Linked DNA regions of Mus musculus: region 1 is linked to region 2. Evidence: chromatin contacts called from public Hi-C data. All regions are on one chromosome and are shown on one strand. Each heading gives the region's core, a stretch centred on a gene start, on an enhancer-like site or on the middle of the called end of the contact. The rest is flanking DNA. Distances are from core to core; before and after follow the strand shown.

Region 1 (6,079 bases), core at 383-2,882, 330 kb after region 2:
ATGGAGACTTGAATACAAGAAACATTTTAAAGCCTATAAAACAAGTCTGGAAAACAAACCACGTGAGTACGTTCAGATGAGAAGTTGGTTTGTTTCTAGTAAGTGCCACACAACCATCTCCCATCTTTCCACAATACTCTTCTTCCTCAGCATACAGAACTGAAAGTGTTGAACATGTGCCGAAGGTATCAATATGAACGCTTGCCAGTTAATACAAATGCAAATACACTTGGGTCTTAAAACACATTTTCTTCTTCCCACAAGCGTGATAAATACAGGCCACAGAGATCCAGGACCTATGCAATAAGTTTTGTCACTGATCCTGGCACAATGAACTGGAAAGGCAGGTAACTGTCATCCCTGGAACCTTCCCACACTCCTGCTTCTGGATATCTTGGTAGGCATCTCTCCTGTGATTTGGGGGAGTCCTTCGATGGGCCTGTTCTGGTACACAGACCTGAACTACCATCTTCAATCTCCCACACAGTGATCACATATGGCAGATTAATGTCAGCGAGTCTTTGCAAAAGCAAGGTTCATCATCAGAATTTTCCTCTAGTACTGAGTTATGACCTAATGTGTTTCCCGGCAGTGCCCCAAGGAGATGAAGAAAGACGGTTGGAAACATTACAAGGTGTCCATAAAAAAGGGTCTTCTTTGCCATCATTCAGATAAAAGCAAGGAAAAGACTGATGAAGCGATCATTTCCAGAAATCAATGTACTGCACGATCATTGAAGTGCACCTGGCAAAATGTGACGGTGATCACGCTTTGAATGTCATTTTAACATATTAATATGACAGGGTACACACATTGCTGATGCTGCAAGTCACTCACTTTGGATGGAGCCGTTGCACCTTGCTAAGGGCTCGAGCATGCGGATAGACTGTAAATGGGGTTATAGGTTTGGTTTTGATTCCTATATGAACTATTTGATGTGGTTCTCTTACAGGGCTGAAGCCACACTCATCACAGTGACAGAGTGCATGTTACTGGTCTCATGGTGAGACACTGTGGTTGTAGGATAGACCAGCCATTCCTTTGATTTTGTGCCCCCAAATTGATGTTTTTATTGTTGATTTTCTTTTGTGTCAGACACTCAATCTCCCTGAGACAAAAAAAAAAAAAAAAAAAAAAAAAAAAACCACAGACATTGCTAGCACTCAGTATATGTTGAGACAAATTTAAAAACAAAAACACAGCAAAATATGTAAATGTAGACCTGTCGGTTGGCTTAAGGTCCTATTTACTCATGTTTCCAGGCATGAAGCTCTGCTTCTGAGTTTGGTCCACATGGTTCCTGGATGAGTTTTGAAAAAGGAGACAGTTCACTGTATAAGAGCCATGAGAGATGAGAGAGCTAGATACACACAGCGCCCTGGTCTGAACTCCGGGGAATGCCACCACCACATGGGTTGTGCAAGTGTCATCCGAGGTTCTGTTATTGCTTTTGCTTGACGAATTATCCTCCTACCTAAGGTGCTTGTGTGCAAGGAGAATTTTAACTCCTCCTGCAATGAACAGTAGAATTCTCTCACTTTTGTTCCAATATAAGGGGCTGTAGAAAGCAGACTGGCACCCTGTGCCCACTTCAGAGCCTCACACCTCTCTGCCTCTTTGGTTCTCAATGCCCTCATGAGGGTGCTGTAGAGACGACTTCCACAGATTTCCCCAGCTGCCATGCAACTGCTATCCGTTTACATTTACATACAGCAACTCTGCAGTGGCTGGGCCCATTAGATTCTCTAGTTAAGGAAATACATTAGTCAATTGCCATAGAATCCAGTAGGGTATGAACTATACAAATGGCATTTTACCTGAGGTGCTCGACCATCCATTTGGCTTCGTTGAGGTGTATATTACCAGAAGAATTTTAATCTGTTCCAAATGATTGAGATTCTCAGTACTGGGGAGAAAAGAGTGACTTTAAAAAGTCCATTTTGCCAAAAACTTCATGATTGAAATTATATCCTAAAGAAAAAATTTTAATCCTTCTGTGTCTCTTTCTGGTGTAAGCAGATGCAACCTAAAATTACTCAAATATTTATATTTTGTCAGTGGCTTTAATCCATTTTGTCACGTAATTGTACAAAGCTATCTTCTACAGAATAGCTTCTACTGGTATTTTTGAAATAATTTTTCATAATAGACATGGATAAAAAAGCTACAGATGGGGTTTTACATACAGTTGTTTGCTTAGTGGATGGAATGTTGGATCCTTCACCCATTAAATGCATCCTCACCACAGATTCACTGCACCTGCTATTTCACATCTCAGTATGTTCTGTGTTGAATATTGATGGCCCTTTGAAGATACCACAGATTGAAAGAGTAGACTGAAAAAGTAGAAGCAGCCTGATGCTGACATCTGCTGGACACACAGCCAGATGCATCAGACTCAACTGTTAACTGTAAATAGGAAAGACCAAAGCAAAACAGAACTTCACTTTACTTAATATGTCATTGCTCCTATTTGTCTGCAAAGCCACTACTTATATTTATGCTAATGTAGAGAGGGTTGGCACTGTGGGGCCTAAGAGTAAAGGCAGAGAAACTGTAACGTTCTCAATGGGGCTGAACTCAGAAACAATGCCAGGCAGACTAGTGATGATACATTTTTGGGCCACAGATCTAACTCTGCAGCAAATGCTATAACACAGGCAACTCCTCTACCATGCTTTTCTGAATGTTAAATAGTTGTCTCTATATTAAGTGTTCTCCACCCAGTGAGATCTCTTTGGTAGGCTTTTCATGGATTCTATGAATCTATGGATTATATTATAAATTAGAGTTTCACTTTGTCAAGGTAGGTTCAGTTGTTGGATAAGTTGGATAACAAGAACAGTGGTATTTGGGTTTGGATTATGGCCCAGACTCTCACATGTACCTCTAAGTGTAGGATAATTCATAGGTTAACTTATTAATGACTTCATTCAGCATATATGCTGTGAGTGAGGTCACTTGAAATGAGACCAAACTCCTAAGGTTTTAAGCCCATGGCTCAATGCTGAGAAAGAATGCCTCACGTCCCACAGATCCACACAAGGTACTCTCCTCACCAACTGAACATTGAGCCCCATGGACAGCACCTCCGTGCTTTCCATTGCCAGCCCCAGCTGTCTCTTTCTAGTTCTTGTTTCTTGATTTGGCTGTTCTGATACTTCATATGCAGGAAATCTTATGTATTCATCCTTCTGGGGTAGACTTATTTTACTTAGCATAATGTCTTCCAAATTCATCTACCATATTGAGTATAGCAGGATTTCCTTGTTTTGTTTCATAACTGTCTGTTTGGGGAATATGGAATCTTTACATATAAAAAAATGAAATTTAATACATGTATGGAACACACAACAATATATTAAAATTTTAGACACAAGACCAGAAACTGAAATTCCTCAAAGAAAGTGCAAGTGAAACGGTTCTTCAAACACAGGGCCAACAAACACAGCTGAACTATTATAGAAAAGTCAAAGCTACATTGGCAGGATGACTTCAAATCCAAAGGTTTCAACACAGCAGACGAAACAAATGAATGTGACAGGGATCCACAGAATGGATAGCACACTGAGAACCACATATATGGTCAGTGATTGATAATCAAACCGTATGTGAAATGCCTACAACTCAATAGTAAATAATAACAAACGCTTAATAAAAACATGAGCAAGGGGCTCAAAGGCAACATATAAGTGGCCTGTAGTTACAGGAGCAGATGCTCACCATTGATGGTTATAGAAGGAATGAAAACCAAAGCCACAGCAAGACACCTCATCATGTATGGCAGCATGGCTATCATCAAGGCACAAGGGCTGGTGAGGACATGAGCTAACATCATTTGTATACTGGTGATGTAAATAAAAATGGTGCACCCACTAGGAAAGTGGTATGAAATTCCACAAATTAAATTAAATTTAATTTAATTTTAAAAATTACCGCATGGAATCAGAAACCATAATACATAAGCAAAAGATCTGCAAGGGTTTTTAATTTTTTTATTTTTAAATCTATATTTTATTAGATATTTTCTTTATTTACATTTCAAATGCTATCCCGAAAGTTCCCTATACCCTACCCCCACCCACTCCCACTTCTTGGCCCTGGCATTCCCCTGTATTGGGGCATATAAAGTTTGCAAGACCAAGGGGTCTCTCTTTCCAATGACGGCCTACTAGGCCATCTGGTTAGTTCATATTGTTGTTCCACCTATAGGGTTGCAGGCCCCTTCAGCTCCTTGGGTACTTTCCCTAGCTCCTCCATTGGGGGCCCTGTTTTCCATCCAATAGATGACTATGAGCATCCACTTCTGTATTTGCCAGTCACTGTCATAGCCTCACATGAGACGGCTATATCAGAGTCCTTTCAGCAAAATCTTGCTGGCATGTGCAATAGTGTCTGGGTTTGGTAGCTGATTATGGGATGGATCCCCGGGTAGGGTAGTCTCTGGATGGTCCATCCTTTTGACTTAGCTCCAAACTTTGTCTTTGTAACTCCTTCCATGGGTATTTTGTTCCCCATTCTAAGGAAGAATGAAGTATCCACACATTGGTCTTCCTTCTTGATTTTCTTGTGTTTTGCAAATTGTATCCTAGATATTCTAAGTTTCTGGGCTAACATCTTCTTATCTGTGTGTGTATATCAAGTGACTTCTTTTGTGATTGGGTTACCTCACTTAGGATGATATCCTCCTCCAGGTACATCCATTTGCCCTAACAACAACAACAACAACAAAGGCCATGCCCAGACAAGTCACTGTATGCATGTTTCTCAGAATCTGTACTTTTCCATTTATCTGAATGTTGGGGGTACACATGAAACATTTGGAAGTCAGAGAACTGCTTTGGAGAGTCATTTTCTCTCGTTCTACCACGTGGATTCCAGGGACTGAACTCACGCTGCTGTATTTAGTCCTTCCTCACTGACTGAACCATTTCTCTGGCCCTGAAATCAGGATCTCAAAGATGTGTTTTATCCCAAGCTTTTGTCCCCGCCAGCAAGAACACACTCAGGACAACCGGAATCTTCTGCGACAAAGCTTTTATTGCTTACTTATCAGGAGGGAAGACCACCCCGAACCGGGAAAATGGCGCTGCTTATATAGCCCGCAGCGTGACGTTTCAGCACCTGATGTGGCGTGACAGCTCCTGATTCGTTGCTCACCCATCACCCCATTACTCCTCAATCTCAATCAAGGTTTTCCTCTCAAATGACTCCAGGTTGTGTCAAGTTGACGATTAAAGCTTCTAGGACAGGTGGCAAGAGGAATTCACTTGGTACAAGGCAAAGATAGATGGCTATATTGTTGACCAACAATATAATACAGAGAAAAGTGATAAGTGGGTAATAACTTCCCATAGTGAATTTTCAGAGCTAGTAGCATATTGCTGCCCTAGCACAGCAGAGGAAGAGTGGAGCCACCATCCCCACCAGCATTGTGGAAGGAGGGCTGACACAGGGAAAGCATTCCCTTCAGTATTGCAGGAGAGAGACAGACTGCATGCAGAGATGCTCTTACAGTCTCACAGCACATTTCAAAGCTCAGTGGACTCTGCCCTATATGGATTCAAGGCTGTTTCCTGACACTAACCATAGATGTGTTGTGTTGGCCCTCACAAATCTCCTGCCATAAAGTTCATATTGGATAAAACCATAAAACTTTATAGACAAAGTTTAGTATTTATAGAACTGGGTTTTATTTCTAGAAACCACACAGTCAAGACACAGATACTGAGACCCATGTATCCATGCAGAATTTAATGGAAGGACCCTCTGTTTGATTTCTTTGGGAGCTAATAACATACCATAAATTCAGCTCTGTGAAAAAGTATGGGTTCACTTTTTACTATTGACCTTTTTTTCCCCATACTACTAGACAGCAAGGTAACATGTAAATTTAGCAACTGGTAATTCAGAAGTGGCTGCTTTAAGTGGTGAGATCCCCATTATCTCTGGTGGTTTCTGTCATGATGTTTTCCCATCCAGTCTCCAAACCAGCACACCTAAATATCCCAAATATATATCATCATGATTGGAGGAGAGAGGGTAGCTGAAATCAGACATTCACTGAATTCTCTTCTTG
Region 2 (6,762 bases), core at 1,599-4,098:
ACTGAACTTCTCCACAGCACAGTGCCAGCTGATTGACACTGATTGAAACTGAATATCCATTTTTCCTACTCTGTGGAATCTGTCAGAGGACTAAGGACATCATGGATTTATATGTGAGCCTCTTATTTCTAGTATATTCTTCAAATATCCAAAACTACCACACTTTGCTCTTTCTCAGAAAGACACTAAATCTTACCAAGGGTTTCAAAAATGGGTCTTTTGAATATTAAACACACACACACACAGAGAGAGAGAGAGAGAGAGAGAGAGAGAGACAGAGAGAGACAGAGAGAGACAGAGAGAGACAGAGAGAGAGAGATCTAAGGTAAACTTATTTCCCTCATTTATTGCTGCATAAAAATAATTCTTGAAAGATGAATATTTCAGAATAAAATCCCGGAATGTGTAGGACCATATTGTGTTTTGAAAATAGTACCATGAAAGGCGAAGTTAGTGGTGCTAACTGCAATTCCCTAAGCCTCAATTGTCCTCTGCATCAAAGATTCAGCTTTCTGAGGAATTACTGATGTCCTGGGTACTTAGGGCACCATGCTGTGCTTGTGCTCAAAATGGAGGACTTAGCCTATCTAACCCTCAACAAGGAGCACTTCCTGTAATGGATGAGAGCAATTCTATGTGATTTAAAGAAAAATAAAAAAAATATGGTTTGTCTAAAAATAATTCCCAATGGAAATATAATCTAAGACTTCTCAATTTGAAAAAAAAAAAAAGAAGAAGAAGGAAAAACTTGACAGACCACTGCATAAACCCAAATTTCTACATGTCAGTTCCTAATTTAGGATGAGGGCTGGTGCCTAAGAATGCTTCTGGACTGACTGTCGAGGTAGCAAAATGAACAGAGTTCAGAGCTATGCACATGTGGGAAAGCCAGTGGGTGAATTAGGATTCAGGGAATTGTTGAGATTGACTCATTTTCAATATCTACAAAGAAGCCAGTCTGGGGAAGTCAGCAGAAAAGCCTTTTGAGTAAGGACTTCTCTGCTAGTGGGCACACAGAAGGCTACCAGGCCTGGTGACAGTCCTAAAGATAGCAACTATGCCAGGCTCGAGGTGCAACACTTTGGAACCTCTCATTATTGTTCAAAGAAACACAAGCACTGAGACCTGGGTTGTAAGTACCTCTTTAAAGACCCCACACCTTATATTCATTCAACAGACTCTTATTGATAACCTGATAGATGATCAGGGTATAAAAAAAGAAATGTCTTGGCCTAGTTTCTTGGAGCATTCACTATCAAAAGAAGATGAGGAGGAGGAGGAAGATGATGAAGATGAGGAGGAGAAGGAAGAGGAAGGTAAAGAGAGTAACAACAGTGAGTGCTGCCAATGAAGAGAAGGAAGAGGAAGGTAAAGAGAGTAACAACAGTGAGTGCTGCCAATGAAAGCCAAGCAAAATATAAATTATATACTAGGAAGCAATGGGTATTATGGGGGAAAATGTATAGAACAATCAAGAGTAACAAGATGCTGGGGAAGAGTGTGCCATGGACTCCTCAACACGGGATCATTGAAAAGGTATATCTGAGCAGGGACGTGAAAGGGAGGCTGTTGGTGGCCTGGCTATCTGGGGAGGCCATTCCCACTTCAGGGATACCCCGCTGCCAAGATGCAAAGCTGACCTACATGAGCTGGACAGCAATGAAACGTGATTAAGGAGCAGCAGAGGCTGCAGGTCATAGGCAGCACAGTGCTGGATTGGGAGCTATCAGAAGGCTGTCAGCTTTTGCTCCCAATATCAAGTAGCACTCACTCTGGGTGCCTGGAATGGCATCAGTGCTAGAAGAGAAGAACACCCCACTGTTTGTTGTTCTGTTTCCTGTGGCTTTTTAATGGTTTTCATCAGGAAGCTTACGATCATGTTTCCATATGTAATAGGAACTGTCACCAGTTGTTTATGCATTTAGATTTGATTTTGTTTTCTACAAAAATTCATGAGGAAAGCTAAGAAATAATTTCTACTAACTTTCTATTCCAAAACATGCCAAGTATCAGTCCTGGAGATTTTCTGCTGGCCCTCAAATGGCGCTGGATGGCTTATAAAGTCTTTTTGGATTTAGGGAAATTACGACATTTGTGAGCTTCAATTCCAAGAAGCCTGGAATTTACAAACTACAGCAACCACCAGTGTGCATGGACATTTGTTCGCAGAAGCAGCTATCTTAAAAACAATGGTGTCTTGCCTCTCTTTCTTCTGATTCTCCCCTGTGCCAACGCTGCTTCCTAGAAGAGTTTTTGAAAACACATTGCAGCAACATAATAAGCTGACATGATGTATGTCTCTCAGACAACAGCCAGGTGGAGTTAAAAAGCTGGTGAAATATTTGTCCAATTATACTTTTGCAGTCTGAATTTTAACTGTATTCTCAAAGTCTACTACTAGTTTGTGAACATTCCTTTTTTTTTTTTTTTTCCTATCCTAAGCTATTTCTCTGAATCACTGCATGACCAATGTCACCTCAGTAAAAGGCTGTTTAGTCTAACTCACACACACGGATTTCTTGCCTGGGTCCATGGCATTAATATATTTTATCAACTGCGGCCCACACATGTGTTCACAGCCTTACATCATTGCAGCAAAAGCTGAGGGGATTTTGTTTCCCATCAAAAGGAAAAGGAGGTGATCAGGGATCTGAGTGGAGTTCCAGCATCTTTTTCTCCCACTAAAAATTTTTGTTATGCGTTATCATTTCTCTTCATCCCATGTTGAGACAGTTGCAGTCGGTTGGGCACTTGCTCTGCATCCCAAGCTGCAGTCATTAGTAGCAATGCCTGTTATGAAGGGCTGGCTTTGTCAGAGCTGAGAGCCCAGCCCTCCACTGCCCCAGCCAGTCTTAGTGGAGCTGCTCTTGGATGTGCGGGCAGGCTGGTTATTCTGCTCCTGCCTCTCATTTGAATAGAGGCCAGAAACACTGCCAATTATATGATGATGACAAATGGGAGCCTGGACTAGGCACCACACTCACTAGCCTTATTTCCTACAGCCCAGAGCATATGGATCACTCCAAGTAAGTGCTCAGGGAGTGCAAATTAGTGAACCTTGCAGAGAAGCCCAAATGAGCAAGTCTGCTAGTTTGTTCCTGCTGCATGTCATCCTGTCACTTCTCAAGTAACCCAAGAACATCTGAACTATTCTTATCCCAGGGCTCTGCTCAAGAGAGGCCCTGTGCTACTACTGTAGACGCTTCTCAGCACTGAAGGGCCCTGTCAGCTGTGTGCTACCTGCCTGCATTCCAAAGGACGAGTTGCTTTCTGATGTCAGCCAGCCACACACCACACACACCACGACCATGCCCCTCTACACCAGAGCTAAACCTGAGATCGGCATTTCCTCCATCCCCTAGACTCATTTGGGAAGGTCTGCACATTTAAGAGGTGTCAAGAGCCTTCTTCCTTTCTTCTCCTGAGGGTTTGTGTTCATCTCAGCCTTATTTGGTTACAAATAAATGCCCTATGGCAGAAGGACCAATTTACAGCCTATAGAGAAAGCTGCCAGTACCATCCACTGCAGTCTCAATGTACGTGTGTGTGTGTGTGTGTGTGTGTGTGTGTGTGTGCAGTAATGTACATGTGTATAAATGTATGGGAGTTTGGTATGTGTATACACATGTATATATTGTTGCATGCACTTATTTTTGTGTGTAAATGTGTGCACATATGTGAGCACATATTTATGTATGTATGTGTATATCTGTGCACATGAATGCATCTGTGCATGTGTATGTTTATGTGTATATGTGCATGTGTATATGTGTATACATGTGTATAAGTGTGTATGTGTATATATGTGTGCAAATGTATGTTGTGCAGGTATATGTGTGTGCATGTGTGTATGTATGTCCATATGTGTGTGAAGGTGTACAGATGTGTATGTGCCTGTGTGTGTGTTGATATGCGAATGTGTGTACATGTGTGTATGGCTATGCACTCAGCATCCTACTGGGTGGAACTTCCTCCTTATTAGCATAGCTCACAGAGATGTATGTATATGTACATTAGTTGTAACACACTGTCAGCAAGCAGTGGTTTTTCAATCAAATAGGCTGTCAGTCAAGCTGATCCACTAACAAGTACTCTGTCAAGCCGTGGCAGCTGCTGTCTTCACTACCTAAACAATGTGTCCTGTGCTAATGGTGACTTGTGTACTCCCGTTTATTACATAACATAATGAGCAGTGTCCTGAGAGGTCACTTCTCAGTTGGTGAATTTACAGATGTCAAAGCAGTGACTTTCTGGGGAGACTCTGGGTGAGCATTGCTTGGTGGATACTTTGATTAATTATCCAAAAATGGGTACTCCCCTGCCACATACCTCACAGGCCTGGACTGAGATCTCGTGGCATACCCAGGCTTCCTCTAGGTAACATGGACTGGACTGAGAATACACAGCATATTTCAGGTAACATGAATACAAAAAATAACAATGTCTGTTTTCACCCTTCAAAAACCCTATGCCACAGTGGTTAGATATTGTCTAGTCAGAAATTCAACTTTTTGATTAAAAAAAAATGTTAAGTACTTTTAAGTATTTAATACATGAAGACAGGGATTCTACCTCCCATTTCCTCCTTCTGGCTCATCACATATTCCCCACACATAGCTCCTCTCAACCTCATGTGTTTTTTAATAACCCACAAAAACAGTACTTCCCATGTGTAATAAATAAGAGCTTAATTCTCCATCCTGAGGTTAGACAGTTAAGTTCACCTACCTTCTTCTGCTCCTAGGATAACTCCTCTAGCCCAATGCTGACTTGTTGCTGAGGAGATTCTTAGTAGTGGCCACCCTGGGAAAGAATTAAGCAATGAGAGCGTCTAGTTCAGACACTTGGCACTTACAACTTCCTCTGTTCTTTTTTTTTTTTTTTTTCCATTTTTTATTAGGTATTTCGCTCATTTACATTTGCAATGCTATACCAAAAGTCCCCCATAGCCACCCACCCCCTCTCCCCTACCCACCCACTCCCCTTTTATGGCCCTGGCGTTCCCCTGTACTGGGGCATATAAAGTTTGCGTGTCCAATGGGCCTCTCTTTCCAGTGATGGCCGACTAGGCCATCTTTTGATGCATATGCAGCTAGAGTCAAGAGCTCCGGGGTACTGGTTAGTTCATAATGTTGTTCCACCTATAGGGTTGCAGATCCCTTTAGCTTCTTTGGTACTTTCTCTAGCTCCTTCATTGGGGGCCATGTGATCCATCCAATAGCCGACTGTGAGCATCCACTTCTATGTTTGCTAGGCCCAGGCATACTCTGACAGGAGACAGCTATATCAGGGTCCTTTCAGCATAATCTTGCTAGTGTATGCAATGGTGTCAGCATTTGGAAGCTGATTATGGGATGGATCCCCGGATATGCTAGTGTCTACATGGTCCATCCTTTTATCTCAGCTCCAAACTTTGTCTCTGTAACTCCTTCCAAGGGTGTTTTGTTCCCTCTTCTAAGGAGGGGCATAGTGTTCACACTTCAGTCTTCATTTTTCTTGAGTTTCATGTGTTTAGGAAATTGTATCTTATATCTTGGGTATCTTAGGTTTTGGGCTAATATCCACTTATCAGTGAGTACATATTGTGTGAGTTCCTTTGTGAATGTGTTACCTCACTCAGGATGATGCCCTCCAGGTCGATCCATTTGGCTAGGAATTTCATAAATTCATTCTTTTTAATAGCTGAGTAGTACTCCATTGTGTAGATGTACCACATTTTCTGTATCCATTCCTCTGTTGAGGGGCATCTGGGTTCCTTCCAGCTTCTGGCTATTATAAATAAGGCTGCTATGAACATAGTGGAGCATGTGTCCTTCTTACCAGTTGGGGCATCTTCTGGATATATGCCCAGGAGAGGTATTGCTGGATCCTCCGGTAGTACTATATCCAGTTTTCTGAGGAACCGCCAGACTGATTTCCATAGTGGTTGTACAAGCCTGCAATCCCACCAACAATGGAGGAGTGTTCCTCTTTCTCCACATCCACGCCAGCATCTGCTGTCACCTGACACAACTGGTTGTTATCATGTAGAAGAATGCGAATCGATCCATACTTATCTCCTTGTACTAAGGTCAAATCTAACTGGATCAAGGAACTTCACATAAAACCAGAGACACTGAAACTTATAGAGGAGAAAGTGGGGAAAAGCCTTGAAGATATGGGTACAGGGGAAAAATTCCTGAACAGAACAGCAATGGCTTGCTCTGTAAGATCGAGAATTGACAAATGGGACCTAATGAAACTCCAAAGTTTCTGCAAGGCAAAAGACACCGTCAATAAGACAAAAAGACCACCAACAGATTGGGAAAGGATCTTTACCTATCCCAAATCAGATAGGGGACTAATATCCAACATATATAAAGAACTCAAGAAGGTGGACTTCAGAAAATCAAATAACCCCATTAAAAAATGGGGCTCAGAACTGAACAAAGAATTCTCACCTGAGGAATACCAAATGGCAGAGAAGCACCTGAAAAAATGCTCAACATCCTTAATCATCAGGGAAATGCAAATCAAAACAACCCTGAGATTCCACCTCACACCAGTCAGAATGGCTAAGATCAAAAATTCAGGTGACAGCAGATGCTGGCGTGGATGTGGAGAAAGAGGAACTTCCTCTGTTCTAACAACTCTCACCAAGAGAGAAACTTCCTACCCTTCATGGCTGCCAGAATATTCTGTTCATGTTGACTCCCTGGCTTCAGTTTCCCAGAAGACTAGAGAAGGGTGTGAAGGAGAATAATTCACACTGACACTCTGAAA

Evidence for each region. A called contact is a pair of places that touch in the nucleus more often than the background predicts.
Region 1: a contact with region 2 is called in a Hi-C map of cortical neurons, with 2.1 times the contacts expected there. The contact joins two enhancer-like sites. A contact is called at or near these places in 4 of 484 Hi-C or Micro-C datasets (cerebellar granule neurons, cerebral cortex, cortical neurons and 1 more).

What each region holds. Positions count from the first base shown.
Region 1 is chr3:157,447,634-157,453,712 of GRCm38.p6, forward strand. No RefSeq gene overlaps it. Among named protein-coding and RNA genes, the nearest start is that of Gm23379, 52 kb to the left of the region's middle. Within about 2 kb of position 1,633, at least 3 of the 459 cell types and tissues checked have an H3K27ac peak or open chromatin away from gene starts, as enhancers often do. A contact at or near this core is called in cortical neurons, where this site is marked.
Region 2 is chr3:157,112,348-157,119,109 of GRCm38.p6, forward strand. All of the region lies in intron 4 of Negr1 (neuronal growth regulator 1), which reads left to right. Among named protein-coding and RNA genes, the nearest start is that of Gm24373, 95 kb to the right of the region's middle. Within about 2 kb of position 2,849, at least 49 of the 459 cell types and tissues checked have an H3K27ac peak or open chromatin away from gene starts, as enhancers often do. A contact at or near this core is called in cortical neurons, where this site is marked.